Linked DNA regions of Mus musculus: region 1 is linked to region 2. A link is a contact called in public Hi-C data. All regions are on one chromosome and are shown on one strand. Each heading gives the region's core, a stretch centred on a gene start, on an enhancer-like site or on the middle of the called end of the contact. The rest is flanking DNA. Distances are from core to core; before and after follow the strand shown. Region 1 holds the start of Mapk10 (mitogen-activated protein kinase 10). Region 2 overlaps Mapk10 (mitogen-activated protein kinase 10).

The links. A called contact is a pair of places that touch in the nucleus more often than the background predicts.
Region 1: a Hi-C map of olfactory sensory neurons shows a contact between it and region 2, with 4 times the contacts expected there. The contact joins the promoter of Mapk10 here to the enhancer-like site in region 2. A contact is called at or near these places in 1 of 39 promoter capture datasets (hippocampal neurons), 4 of 484 Hi-C or Micro-C datasets (cerebellar granule neurons, cerebral cortex, neurons and 1 more), 2 of 115 datasets of contacts at active chromatin or transcription factors (PVALB interneurons and forebrain) and 1 of 9 other capture datasets (liver).

Annotation. Positions count from the first base shown.
Region 1 is chr5:103,209,909-103,212,984 of GRCm38.p6, forward strand. It overlaps Mapk10 (mitogen-activated protein kinase 10), which reads right to left and starts at 1,426. Exons shown (of 14, transcript NM_001081567.2): 1 at 982-1,426.
Region 2 is chr5:103,132,393-103,135,604 of GRCm38.p6, forward strand. All of the region lies in intron 2 of Mapk10 (mitogen-activated protein kinase 10), which reads right to left. Among named protein-coding and RNA genes, the nearest start is that of Mapk10, 77 kb to the right of the region's middle. Within about 2 kb of position 1,634, at least 14 of the 459 cell types and tissues checked have an H3K27ac peak or open chromatin away from gene starts, as enhancers often do. A contact at or near this core is called in PVALB interneurons and olfactory sensory neurons, where this site is marked.

The DNA.
Region 1 (3,076 bases), core at 176-2,675, 77 kb after region 2:
CCTTGAAAGTTATCTGCAGAAGAGAGTCAAAGCAGCACCTAGGTCCTTCTATTTAAATGTCGGAAGGAAAAGGATATGTATTTTTTTCCTTGAAATATCCATAACCTGATTTACTTGGAGGTTTTTCAAATAAAGCACTCTTATTCTCTGAAGCACAAACACATAAATTCTGATAACTGTATCATCAAGCTCCTTTCCAATGACAGCTTTTTTTTTTCTTTCTGAAAATGCTCTGACATTTCTAGGGGACACAGTATCTCAGCACTGAATACCTGGGAACCTTGCCATAGAAAAATGCTGCCTGCTGTGACTGAGAGATCACTTTCTTAAAGGGACCTTCACCTGGGTGGCTGCGGTGCCGCCGGTGTTTGCTCCTTTCCCTGGTCTGTTCCCTGTCCTGTGTTCCTGTCTGCAGCCCAAATTTAGCTCAGGGTCTTTCTACAAGAGGAACATAGTTTCTAATATTTTGGTAAATACCTCTAAACTGCAAGAATGTATTCTAGAATATTTAAAGTTAAACCGGTCTGGAAATAAACATTTATGTTTACTAATAACATTTTTGAATGTTTTATGAGACCCATAGCATTTCTCAGTTAAAGTGAGATCCAGACTCCTCTCTCTCTCTCTCTCTCTCCTCTCTCTCTCTCTCTCTCTCTCTTTCTCTCTCTTTCCTCTCCCCCCTTACCCCCCTCGTGTGTGTTTCTCTTACTCTGCCAAGTCATAACAATAATGGTCTGTCCCACCTTCTAGAATTCTTCACTCCAAACAGAAAGATTTTAGCCTCCATCTGAGAAGAGATGCTTTGCCCAGAGAGAAACACCAGTTTTCTGCCTCACAGATAGTACACTTGATTAAACCGGCTCTCCAACACCATCACTTCCTACTTTCTCATGCTCTCTCCCATTCCACCAGGAACGATGACAGATATCATCCACCCTCCCAAACCAGGTTAGAACCCAGAATGAGCAAGGAGCCACCTACCATTCCGTGCCTGAGAACTAGGATCCTGGTCCGGCTGTTTGCCCCAGAAATCCTCCCTACTGGGTAGTCATTAGCCACATTCCAAACCGGAGTAAGGAGCAGAGTCTTTGGAGGTGTAGCGATTGTTTAAAAATAATAACAGACAGGTGATTTCCAAGAAGACCCAATCTTTAGCTCACTCAAGCCCCTAGTAATTGAGGAGTGAGGAGGAAAAAGGAAATTTGTAAAAATGAAAATAGAAAAAAAAAAGGGTAAGCATATAAGAAGCACCACCCACCCCCCATAAAAATAAACTGAGACGACGAGGAGGCTTAAGAGAAGAGAGAGCGGCTTGCTGAATCACCCTCTCACTGCCTGGAAACCATTGTGCAGCGGGAGGCTGCCTGTACCATTGTGGAACCTACCAGAGGAGACGGACAGAGGGCTTGGGGAATGGGGTTGCTATGGCAACTGAAAGGAGCACACATGACGTCAAAGCCCAGAGAGGTCTAGGGAGGGGTAGGAGGAGGAAAGAGAAAAAGGAAAAAGTCTATCTGTGGCTACAGCTACCTCGTTTTCTGGCAAAATGAGAAGCAGGCTTCGGAACTTGGCAACCAAAATATGCGAATTCAGCGTGCGGGGGGGGGGGGGTGGTGGGGGTGGTAGGGGGGGTGGAATTCTGCACGAAGCCAAAGAGCATCCTCCCTGCTGCTCCAGCTCTGCACAGCACCAAGGGCAGATCAAACAGCCATTGGGAAGCCAGTCACCCCGGATTTTCAACTACCTCAGCTTTTTACAAACAGCGAAGGAAGGCAGAGGTGTACCATCTCTCTGAATGTGAAAACAAACAAGAGATGAATTCAACCTCAGAAGAGATGCAAGATTGGACCTGCGTCTGGACCATAGAGGTCATTTGTCCAACCCCATTTCTTCTTAGTCTCCCTATTTTTGTACAAACCCTGCATAAATATCCGCTAAAGCAAACTGGCTAGACCGGTATTTATAGTGCAGTTTAAGGTAGAAAGAAACTACTGACAATTTGAGTTAATAAATTAAGGGTACTGTGGTATTCTTTTTCTGGTTTCAGAAAATTCCATGGGAAACTAATACAAATTGAATTTACTACATATCTAATTTTTAAGCAAATTTTCTGACTTTGCTATATGAAATTTTAAATCATGTATATATGTGTGTGTGTGTGTGTGTGTGTGTATAGATATAGATGATATAGATATGGATGATATAGATATAGATGGAATGATCCCTAGAGTACTTTCACTATTAAAATGTTTACCAAAACAATTTTCACCTTATTTCACATATAGCATCATTTCAATACATATTTTGAAAGTAATCCTAGTCTTTGGACTTTTCAAGCTACACAATTAGATTCAATGCTGGTTTTTCTCAAACATCTTTTAGATGGGTTTCCATCTATTGAACCAAAGTGATGCTAAAATTCATGTTTTCACACCGTGCTCTGGAACTGGCCCACTGACTTGAGCGAGGAGCCCCTGTCCCTCTGCCGTAGGGTTATGAGTAAGGTTAAACAGGTGTAAAGCCAGCAGAGATGGCGGACCCTGCGATGCATCATGAGATCCTGAGGGACCACATCGAGTTTTCAGTCCCCGAGATGTTTTACCCGAGAAGAAAGCCCAGAAAGGAAAAGTTGTGTGAGCTCTCGCTCTACAACTCCCAACATGTTGTTGGTTGTTTCTGTGTTCTGAATTCAAGTCCCATGAGAACCAGTAGCTGACTGCTAATTTTTACTCTCCACTTGGGTCTACTTATACATTATGACTGCCTGGTATAAACTATGGATGAACAGCCAAGCAACTTCACAGTAGACAGCTTCTAAATTATTGGTCTAAATGTCCTTCCTTTCCTCTGCTTCTCTCTCTCCACCTTTTCTGTGCTAGGAACCAGAGGTCAAGGCCTACATATGCTAAGCCAGCCCTGTGCCACCATGCAGCATCCCCAATGTGTTTCCATGGCAAAGTCAATCCCAATAATGACATTGACAAGGAAACACTGGACTTCGGCTCTTACCTTGCACTCTGAACAAATACTAAAGCAAGAGAAGTTATATGCCACAACATGAGAGTTAAAAAAAAAA
Region 2 (3,212 bases), core at 384-2,883:
CCATGACATAATTCCCTGCTTCTTAGAGATACAAGCCATTTTATTATTCTTTAGATAATGACAGTTGGCATGCATGTGCTGGTCTGTACCTGATTGGCTGTGGATAAGGTAAAATGACCTCTCTTCTTGCAATGTGTTTAGCATGTTGCGCAGGATCCCTGGAGTGCAACTGACGGCTTAGTCATGACAGAACTATATTGCTCTGTTCCACCTTCTCTGCATAGAGAGTCCTCTGTCTCGCCATGAGGCTTAGTGTTTAATTGAGGAAACTCAACCCTGATTACTAACATTAGGAAAAACATTCTAATTTTCACAAAACCTAGTTAATGTCTATATAATAAGTCCAAGAGCGTCTCTAGAAAGCCACATAGACTATGTCATGTAAACCAAAAAAAAAAAGTACAGGCTAAGAAAGAAAACTTTAATATAGTATATCAATATCTCATCAGCATTGATGAATGGAAAGCTCAAACTTCTAATAAGAGATTCTTTGACACTAGCTCTGGAACATTCCAAATAGCACAGTGGGATGCCTTAGACAAACGCCAACTCTTCCAGAAAGAGTGTAAGGTTCTTGTGAACCACAAGAGGCAGTAGTGAGCCAGACCCGCAGCAGATAACATTCCCAGAAGGCGAGCGATGTTAGCGCTGACTCATCATGATAGCATTCTGGGAAAGCACTGTTGAGCTGTGGTGTTGAAAGACTGAACACCTGTAAGATGTGGGACCTAGGTAGCTGGTCTTGTACAATGGATCAAAGAAGGCTTTCACAACGCTTTGTAAAAAACTAAAATAAAAAGCCCTTCTTTGGAGGGTAGTTGTTTGTAATTGCTTGAAGATTGCCAAAGAAAGACACTTCACATCTGTTTTTCTACTCTTGTGTGAAATGAGGACCCTTTCTCAGACTGTGAACTGCAAAATACCGCTGTCTCAGGAGACGCTGCTTTTACTCCAGGGGATAAAACTGCTGTTACCTGATCGCATAAATCTGGGCATTTCTCTCCTGTAGTTTTACAAGGTAGATTAGCATATTAAATACTGTGAAAACCACCATAATTAACAAACAGAATTAAACAAAACCTCCACCCTTCCTGGTCAGGGACCCCCTTCCTTTCTCCTGCACCCATTCATTGATGAGAGTAATAGACCAACTGTTCACACGTTGGGTAGGCAGGTTTTTGTGCTACTTTATTACAGGATTTAACCCTCCTGCAGACCATGTGAAGAACAAACGCCCTGTTTGTTTCTCATCATGACAGACTCATCGCCATCACGTTTAAGCTGACCAAATGGGCTTAGAGGAGCTAGGCAGCTCAGCCAAGGAAAGACTGCTCACACGGGAAGAGATTGAAGGTGAAAGTGCCAGCCTCTATGCTCTACTCTGCCTCCCCATTGGTCCCTGGTGGCACTGAGCATGCGCAGTCCATCACTCCCTCGGGAAGCTTACTGCTTTCCTGTCAGCTGTCCTTACCCTTCTGGGGAACTCTCACCCCTGGGTGTGCTGCGTGAACATTCCCAGATCTTCACCCTTCCTGTCATCGTTGCATCGGCTTTGCTGTCTGTTTTGCAACATTTCTCCCGTTGGCTTTCACAGAGCCCAGTGCCTCAGTCTATTCTTCTAAAGCAGCTAAGATACCCCAGGTTATTTTAAGGTATAGACAGCATGACGAAAGTGACGTCCTTTCAATGATGTATACACATTCCCAGTAAACATTTTTGATGACGCTAATCATCATCTCTGTTATTGTTGCCGTTATGCAGAATAGATACAGTCAAAAGATTATGGATTTGTTTTCAAGTATCTTTGGATCTTTATTTCTACCAAGGATGGGGAGAGTCCAAAGGCTGAAGAGAAACAGAAGGAAACATACCATCTCTCAGAAACACGGCTGTTTCTATTTTTCAGTAGGGGCTATAGACTGATGTTTTTCTCAGCTTTATCTCCATGGCCTTGCAATAAGCAGGAGAACCTTGAAACCTAGCAAAACAACGTAGGCAGCCCTGGCTGTGGTGTCTGTGGCTTTTCATGTTTTCCCTTTGCTTTTTTAGGCATGTGAGATGGAAAGCAAAATGAACTCATTTGGGATAAGGCAGCCAAGTATTGTTCAATACAATCTGCATATTCTGAAAACATCTTACATTTTGTCTTAGTTCTTTACTTAAAATCCACGGAGCATTACTTACCTGACCAGAGCAATTCTATGCATCTAGTGCCATTTCATTCATAAATTTGAAAGCAGAGTAGAATGTGCGTGGTTTACCTGTAGTACCAGGTAAGGTTCTTAGAGAAACAGAAGCAAGGGCAGTGTGGATGAAGGTGCAGATGCATGTGGATGCAGATGCAGATGCTGGCCTGGACATAAAACTGGGGGGATTTAATGTAGGAACTGGCTCCTATGATTACAGCACCCAAAATAAAAGTCTTACACCCGCTTCTCCAAGCTGGAGAACCAGGAGAGCCAGTGGTGTGACATAGTCATAGCTCAAAGACCTAAGTTACAGGGAAGCCAGTGTGTAAGTCCCACTTCAAGCCTCCAGTCCGGACAGGGTGCTGCTGACCTCAAGAAGAGATGATCATATCCCAGTTCAAGCCAAGAACCCTTCCCCTCCGCTCTGCTTCTGAAGGCGCTGCGGCGCACCCAACAGCTCTCCCAGACTGCCGGCCTCAGTCAGCCCTGCCTGGATCACTGCCAGGCTTTGGATCGGACACTGATTCATCTCCGGCTTGAAGAAGAGTCACGTTTCAATGCTCACAGTCAGCTATTGGATGGATCACAGGGCCCCCAATGGAGGAGCTAGAGAAAGTACCCAAGGAACTAAAGGGAACTGCAACCCTATAGGTGGAACAACATTATGAACTAACCAGTGCCCCGGAACTCTTGACTCTAGCTGCATATGTATCAAAAGATGGCCTAGTCAGCCATCACTGGAAAGAGAGGCCCATTGGACACGCAAACTTTATATACCCCAGTACAGGGGAACGCCAGGGCCAAAAAGGGGGAGTGGGTGGGTAGGGGAGTGGGGGGGGGGGTGGGTATGGGGACTTTTGGGATAGCATTGGAAATGTAAATGAGGAAAATACCTAATAAAATTTTTTTTAAAAAAAGAATATGAAAAAAAAAAGAGTCACGTTTCTATTTTCCAGCAGTGTCCCTAAGCAAGGACTTCAGGAAGGCGATCTCTCAGAGACCACCCCCTCGGTTTCAAAGAGA